2 separate regions of the Macaca mulatta genome follow, and region 1 is linked to region 2. A link is a contact called in public Hi-C data. All regions are on one chromosome and are shown on one strand. The core of a region is the stretch at or near the end of the contact, and the rest is flanking DNA. Distances in the headings are between cores, read along the strand shown. Region 1 overlaps WNK1 (WNK lysine deficient protein kinase 1). Region 2 holds the start of WNK1 (WNK lysine deficient protein kinase 1).

Region 1 (3,756 bases), core at 900-3,399, 64 kb before region 2:
CTTAAAAATGATTAAGATGGTAAATTTTGTTATGTTTTTTACAATAAAAAAATCAATCCCATCCACGAATGGATGGTCCCAGAGATCAGGTAGTCCAACCCCTTGTTTTACATGTACATGGGGAACTGAGACCCAAAAAAGGTTAGCTATTTGCCCAAAATCACAGTTGGTCAGAGGCAGCACTGGGAGTAGTCACAACTTCTACTCCAAGTCTAGCACTCTTTCTACTAAATAAACCCTCCTGTTGGCATAAGCCTCTGAAGCTCAGAAACTGAAAATTTCTTTTTAAATGTAAAAAGAAAAAGAACTTAGATAATGTGCAATTAAAGAAAAAATACGCTGCCTGGCTGGAAGAAGGGAAATGTGGAGTAACTGCTTAATGGGCACAGAGTGTTCTTTTGAGATGATGAAAATGTTTAGTAACTTGATAGATGTGGTACTTACAAAACATTGTGAATGTACTAAGTGCCACTGAATTGTACATTCTAAAACGGTTAATTGTATGATATTCAAATTTCAAGTCTATTTAAAAAAAATAAGTCTAAATTTATTTCAATTTTTAGTTACACTTAGTACATTCACAATGTGTACACTTAGTTACACATTGTGAATGTACTAAGTGTAATGTACTAAATGTACTAAAATGTTTAGTAACTTGATAGATGTGGTACTTACAAAACATTGTGAATGTACTAAGTGCCACTGAATTGTACATTCTAAAACGGTTAATTGTATGATATTCGAATTTCATGTCTATTTAAAAAAAATAAGTAAATTTATTTCAATTTTTAATCCAAATTTTCTTTTTTCTTTTTTTGAGATGGAGTCTCACTCTGTCACCCAGGCTAGAGTGCAGTTGGCTCACTGCAACCTCCACCTGCAGGGTCAAGCGATTCTCTTGCCTCAGCCTCCTGAGTAGCTGAGATTACAGGTGCCCGTCATCACACCCAGCTAATTTTTGTATTTTTAGTAGAGACAGGGTTTTACCATGTTGGACAGGCTGGTTTCGAGCTGACCTCAGGTGATCCTGACCTCAGATGATCCACCCACCTCGGCCTCTCAAAGTGCTGGGATTACAGGTGTGAACTACCACACCCGGCCTTAATCCAAATTTTCTAACTCATATATTCCCATCTTATTTTTCAGCTATGGGTGTTTTACCTGCTTCAATGTAAATACACATACAGAACAAAGGTAGAAACTCAAAAGGTCCAAAAAGCATGTATTTTGGAGTTAATTCCCATTCCTTCCCAATTTGGCTCTCCAAATGCTGCCAATGGTCCTAGTTACTCATTCTTCCAGAAATGAATATGAATGTTTTCAACCTACTTGCTTAGGAATCTGTATACATTCTCAATCAGAATTCTTAAATTCTGAAATTTTTCTTTTCTCATTCTCTCTACTTTTTCATTTTTATTTTTGAGATGGAGTCTCGCTGTGTCACCCAGGCTGGAGTGCAGAGGCACGATCTCGGCTCACTGCAACCTCCACCTCCTGGGCTCAAGTGATTCTCTGCCTCAGCCTACAGAGTAGCTGGGATTACAGACAAACCCCTTTTAGATAATTAAATCTAACTGGGTATTCTCACTACTGTGTCATCCTCTTTTAATATTTTCTGTCTTTTTTGTGCCTTCTGTTGCTCATTTCTTTATAGTTATTATTCCTGTCAATTTAGTCTGTTGTTTAACCATTAAACCATTTAAGTTTGAATTTTAATGTTCACATTTCTAGAAGTTCTTCAGAAGCTTTTAAATTATGCCTGTCTTTTTTTTCTTTGATGGTGTCTTATTCCTTCAATTCCTTCTTTTCTTTTATACACTTCATATACACTTACATATATCTTTACTGACATCATTATGTAAATAATTGTAATCACTTTCAGACTTGTCCATAATATCTTTAATTGTTGAAGTGCTATTTTCTGGTTGTGTCTATTCACCTTCATTGGTATGATCTGTAATTTAATTGTGAGGTCATCTTCTCTGGAAACTGTTTTGCCTCTGGACAGTGACCAAGGAACTGTGAAAATGTCCCTGGGAGTTTTCTTTCAGTTCCTGATCAATTATGATGTACGTTCTTTGGTTTGGGACTCCTGTACCAAGTAGATGGTATAAATTTATGTTACAGCGCCATCTACATATGAGATGGAAGAATACCAAACAGGCTGGGCACCGTGGCTCATGCTTGTAATCCCAGCAGTTTGGGAGGTCAAATCGGGATAAGGCCAAATCGCGATGAGCTCAGGAGTTTGAGAGCAGCCTGGGCAGCAAAATATACACTGTCTCTACCAAAAAAAAAAATAATTTTTTTTAATTAGCCAGGTATGGTGGTGAGCAACTATAGTCCCAGGTACTCGGGAGGCTGAGGTGGAAGGATTCCCTGGGCCCAGGAGTTTGAGGCTGCAGTGAGCTATGATTGTGCCGCTGCACTCTGTCCTGGGCAACAGAGTGAGACCCTGTCTCCAAAAAAAAAAAAAAGAAGATTACAGAATAATTAAGAACACTGGTAGCATCTGATGGGAATTTCTATTTTTCATAGGTCTCCCCTCTTATCCACAGTCTTCTGCACACAGGTAAAATTCCTTGCAGCTTTCACTGGCTAGGGCATTAAGGTCTCTCTTTTCATGGATAATTCAGTTTTTTGACACAGGCTACGTTCTAGCTCCCCTCTCTACCTAGTTCTAAGGCTTTCTGTCCTTGCATGGACATTAAAATTAGCATCAACTTCTCAACCAATATGTGGTCTAAAATCCCAGAGTATAAGTTCCTGTTTTGGCTTCGAGTTATCTCTGCTTATTATCTGGAGGTTAACCTCTCTTTCCTTAAAGCTTAGATATGTATTGGAAAAAACTTTTATTATATTCCACATTTCAGTTTGTTGCTGGGGGACAGCCATTCCACGGGGGCTTACCCCACTATGTTACCCAAAGCCCCTCAGTATAGTTTTTTAAACAAGTAAACCATTGTATTTTAGAGTAATCTTAGGCATGCCAGACAAACAGTTGACAACCAACTAAGTATCCAAACCAATGGAAAGAATCTCAAGATGTACACATAATTACTACCACATAATTCTCCTTAATTCATTCAAACGCTTATCATTCAGTATTAGGTACTTCCACTAGAATGTGATATATAGCACTTGTTCATAGTGCTAGGTATATAGTGCTAGTTAGCACATTCTAGTGGAAGAAAAGAGAATATCAAGAAGCCTATCTAACAAGGATAAAGGTATTGCCATAAACAAGTGTGGAAGTTGGATAAAGAAATTAGAATTTGCAGGACAGAAATGATCTGTTAATGTTTCAACATGTTAACTGTAAGCATTTCAGAATACATGCAAGTGACTATATCCAGGTGCTATAACACTGTATTCCAATGATCTGGAATTAATCAGCTCAGCAGTATTAACTTTAACAATTAATAAAGAATATATCGCCACAGTGACAATTTTAAAATATCGAATTTCACCAAATAAAAAATTTATACAAGATAACTTAAAACAGGTTCTTCTCTGGGTAAAAATAGATCCTCTAAGACACCAGGGGTCCCCAACCACTAGACCACAGGTTGATACCAGTCCATGGCCTTTTAGGAACTTGGCCACATAGCAGGAGGTGGGTGGCAGGCAAGGAAGCAAAGCTTCATCTGTATTTACAGCTGCTCCCTCATTGCTCGCATGACCACCTGAGCTCTGCCTCCTGTCAGCAGCATTAGATTTCTCATAGGACCATGAACGCTACTGTAAACTGTGGAT
Region 2 (3,740 bases), core at 1,105-3,604:
TAACGAACAATGTCAGAGCAATGCTGCTACTGTAAGGCTTAAGCATCATTAGGTAGAACAACATCAAACATTTATTTGCACGTCACTACTGCCAAGGCATTCATCCAAAAGGGGCAGAGAAGAGTCTTTTTTAATACTTATTTTATACTAAATGCCTGTGCAACCATCAAGTAAGATATATCCAGAAGTACAAGGTCGTTCTCATTTAAAAAGAACAGCCTGATCTCAGGAATGGAAACACGCTTCTACGCCCAGAGGCAGCTCATCACTGCAGAGCCTCTGATGAGACTGAAACGCACAGAGGAAGAAGCATCTGTACTTTCAACTTCCCCCCTCATTCCAAGTTCCTTGCCAGACACTAAACCAGGAGACAATTCGTTTATACTGAGATGACCTTCACCACCCCTGCCCGGTAGCAAATCCCTCTGGCTACCAGTAATTCTTACCCTATCCCAACACCGAGGCACATGCTCCACATTCTCCTAATTTCAACCCCTTTCAAAAGTTGACCTCCCCCTCCCACTCGGAGTCCAACAGTTAGAGAATGCCAAGTGAAGGGTGAACTCATCAACTGGCTTCGCCAAGCCAAATTTGGGATCCAGAGGACCTTCAAATAAAGAAGTAGGTGGGGCTTTACCTGCAGTTCACACCAGGCGACTTCCACAGTGGTTTCAGTGTCCAGACCTTTGTAGACCGTCTTAAAGGAGCCTCTGCCGATTTCGATGTCAAACTTGAGAAAGCGGCCATCGTTAGACATTCCCACGGCCTTGGTCTCCAGCTCTTCGATATCATCCTGCTGCTGGCTCCGTTCCTCCTGCGGCTCCTTGGCGCTGCCGCCGCCGCTGCCACTTCTCGCTGGCGGCGGCTCCTCTTTGCTCCCCACAAGGCTAGGCTGGGACACTGGGCGGTCTTTGCTGGTACTGCTGGGGACAGTCGAGGGGGCAGGGCCCGCGACGGCCTGTTCCCCAGGGGCGGCAGCGGCTGGAGGCTGCTGGGCTACCTGAGAAGCGGCGGTGGCGGCCACGGTCTCTTCCCGGTGGGGCTCCGGTGGGGCACTCTGCGGGACAACCGCGGGGATGCCGGGCTGGGGGAGGGCAAGAGGGAGGCCGGGGAGCTCCAACGCAGTGGCATTGGAGTCGCAGATGACACTCCGGCGGAAGAAGCGGTGCTCGGTGGTGGTGGTGGTCGCGGCCGCCCCGCGGCTGTCCTTGTCCATCGTGTGGCGGCGGCGCCGGTACTCCTCAGTCCTGCCGGTCCCGGCGTCGGCGGCCGCGGCCCCCAGTTTCTCCCCCACGGAGGAATCGGAGCTGGAGCCATTCTTGGGGACAGGAGCCGGCGGCGAGAGGAACAGGGAGCCGGGAGTGCTGCTCTGCTTCTCCGCGGCGCCGCCAGACATGGTCGGTTCGCTGGCGAGAGGCGAGCGGGCTCGGAGTCGCGGATGGAAAGGGCGTGAGGGCCGAGCCGCCCGCGCGGAGGTCTGCAGGGCACCGCGGCCGGGCGGGTTCGCGCCGACCCGGAGACGCCTCACTCAGCACTGACCAGCCGCAGCGAGGGCGAGGCGGGCCGCTGGCACCGAGACTGCTGCGGCTCGCGAGGAGGGCTCGAAGGCGGGCGAGTCGGGAGCGGAGCCGCGGGGGTTAGCGCCGCACGGTCCGCATCCATCCTGCGGCGAGCGGCGGCCGGGCGGGCGGCGGCAGCGGAGGCGCCGCAGTCATGAGGGGAGGGCCCGGGGCCGGCACCGAGTCGAGGCGGATGCGGCGGACGCGGCTCCCACTGCCCCGCTCGCCGAGCCGGGCGGGCTAGGCCCAGAGGGCGGCGGCGCCGCGAGCACGGGACCAGGTCCGACGCCCGGGCGGTGGCAGCCCCGGGGCAGGGAGTGGGAGGGGCCGAGGCGAGCGAGGAAGGCCGCGGCCCGGCTCCGGTCACTCGGCGGCCGCCGCCTCCCACACGCGCCCCCCGCGATGGGGACCGGCCTCACTGGTCGCCCATCGCCCCGGGGCGAAGGGCCGGAGCCTCGGAGCCTCGGCGCCTGAGGAGCGGGCCCCCCCTTCCCCGAGGCCTCCCCGCCCGCCCCGGGCCTGGCGAACCCGCCTCCTCCCGGGCCGGTGCCGGGGGCTGACGGCGGAGGGAACGGCGGGGAGGGGAGGGCCGCTCACCGCGGGGCCCGAGCTCCGCTGCTTCTCTGAGGCAAGAGGAGAGGAGACCTAGAGGACTGGGTGAGGGGGAACAGGGAGAGAAAAGAGCAGTCACCCCCACCAGGCGCCTTCTGTCACCGAAGACGGGGGTGCGGAGGGGCCGAGAGAGGAGCCGCGTCCGCCCGGGAAACTCTCTGCGCTAAATGGCGCCGGGAGTCTGAAGCCTCCACACAGCCCGCTCGGATCCCGCCCCCCGCCGCCCGGGGCAGCCCCACCCCCCACCTCGCTCCGGGGTTTTGCGCAGGCGTGCCAGCCCCGAGGCACCTTGGGACTTATAGTTTACGGGTTGGAGGAGATGAACGGGACCTAGGAGAAAAGTGCCTACGACTTCCGTGATGCCTCGCGGTTGCTGTAGCCTGATGCCTCGTGGGAGTTGTAGTTTTCTTTAGAAACCGTCCCTTCTGAAAGGCTGATGGGAGCGTCATCGCGGGTCGCTCAACCCCATCCTGAAGTCCGCGCGAGCTTAGGAAAATCATTATTTAGGGATTAATTGTGGAAGAAGGGAAGGAAGGGAAAAAAAAAAAAGAGGAAGGTGGGGGGGAGATGGAAAGACTCCCATCATGCTCTGCTAAGCGAGAGAGCTCTTAGGGTTGCCATGCAATGAAAAATGATCTGTTGTTCATCTTTAATGGAGAGAGCCGCAGTAGTGTTGAGTGACTGCAGGGCTGTGGGGGTGGAGGGGAAGGGTAAAGCCGGATAACCGGAGCCTGAGTTCTGAGTCGGAGGAGGGGAAAAGAAACTTTGTGAAGATGGTGCATGAAATTAATATTGATTAAATGGATTGGAGGAGGAGACAGGGAGGATTATCTTCCATCCTCCTCCCCTCAACAATTAAGGCCACATTCTCAGCTCCCGCCCGACACGGATATTCCGGCTCTCAAAAAAGGGCTGCCTGACTGAAATCGGGGATCCTAGTGAACTCCCTCTTGGCTTTGCCTGAAAGATAATAAAAGCGGGGTTGGGGGAGCGGTGGATTCAAGAAAAGATAAGGTCTACGGATCTACGGGTCTTTGGCCACACTTGGGGGGCTGGGCTGACTTCTGCCTTTGTAGTTGGTTGAAACTTATTTTCCACCTTTCTTCTGCTGGGTGGCTCCGTGAAACAACACCCCCTCTTTCTCCAGAGCTCCTCAGTGTCCACATGCAACGTCTACCAGGGCCCTGGGCCCGGGAAACGTGGAGCCCTGCGGCTCGCCGCCATGGCATGTTTTTCTTGAAAGCATCCTTGTCTCCCTGGACCCCTGTGCTCCTCGCAGCTCCTCAAGATGCGGAGGGGACGAGCACCAGGGGGCACCAGACGGAGTAGGAGGCCGGACTCGGGAGCAGATGGCAGTTTAAAAGCCTCGGTCCAACCGGTGGAGAGCGGGAAGCGCGGAAAACGTACGCAACCGCATCAGAGCGTCCGGGCGCGGCCGCCTCTCTTGGGCGCCCGCTGCGGAACCAGCTCGGAAGCGCGCGTCCCGGGCAGAGGACCACGCTGCGAGCGAGCAGCCAGCGAGGAACTCGGCAGGAGGTTCCTTAGCACAGTTCTCGGATGAGCTCCACC

What was found. A called contact is a pair of places that touch in the nucleus more often than the background predicts.
Region 1: a Hi-C map of CD4 T cells shows a contact between it and region 2, with 2.7 times the contacts expected there. The contact joins the enhancer-like site here to the promoter of WNK1 in region 2. A contact is called at or near these places in 4 of 14 Hi-C or Micro-C datasets (CD4 T cells, blood, cortical neurons and 1 more).

What each region holds. Positions count from the first base shown.
Region 1 is chr11:1,597,009-1,600,764 of T2T-MMU8v2.0, reverse strand. All of the region lies in intron 2 of WNK1 (WNK lysine deficient protein kinase 1), which reads right to left. Among named protein-coding and RNA genes, the nearest start is that of WNK1, 64 kb to the right of the region's middle. Within about 2 kb of position 2,149, at least 4 of the 40 cell types and tissues checked have an H3K27ac peak or open chromatin away from gene starts, as enhancers often do. A contact at or near this core is called in CD4 T cells, where this site is marked.
Region 2 is chr11:1,533,195-1,536,934 of T2T-MMU8v2.0, reverse strand. It overlaps WNK1 (WNK lysine deficient protein kinase 1), which reads right to left and starts at 2,354. Exons shown (of 28, transcript NM_001414862.1): 1 at 638-2,354. The coding sequence starts at 1,396.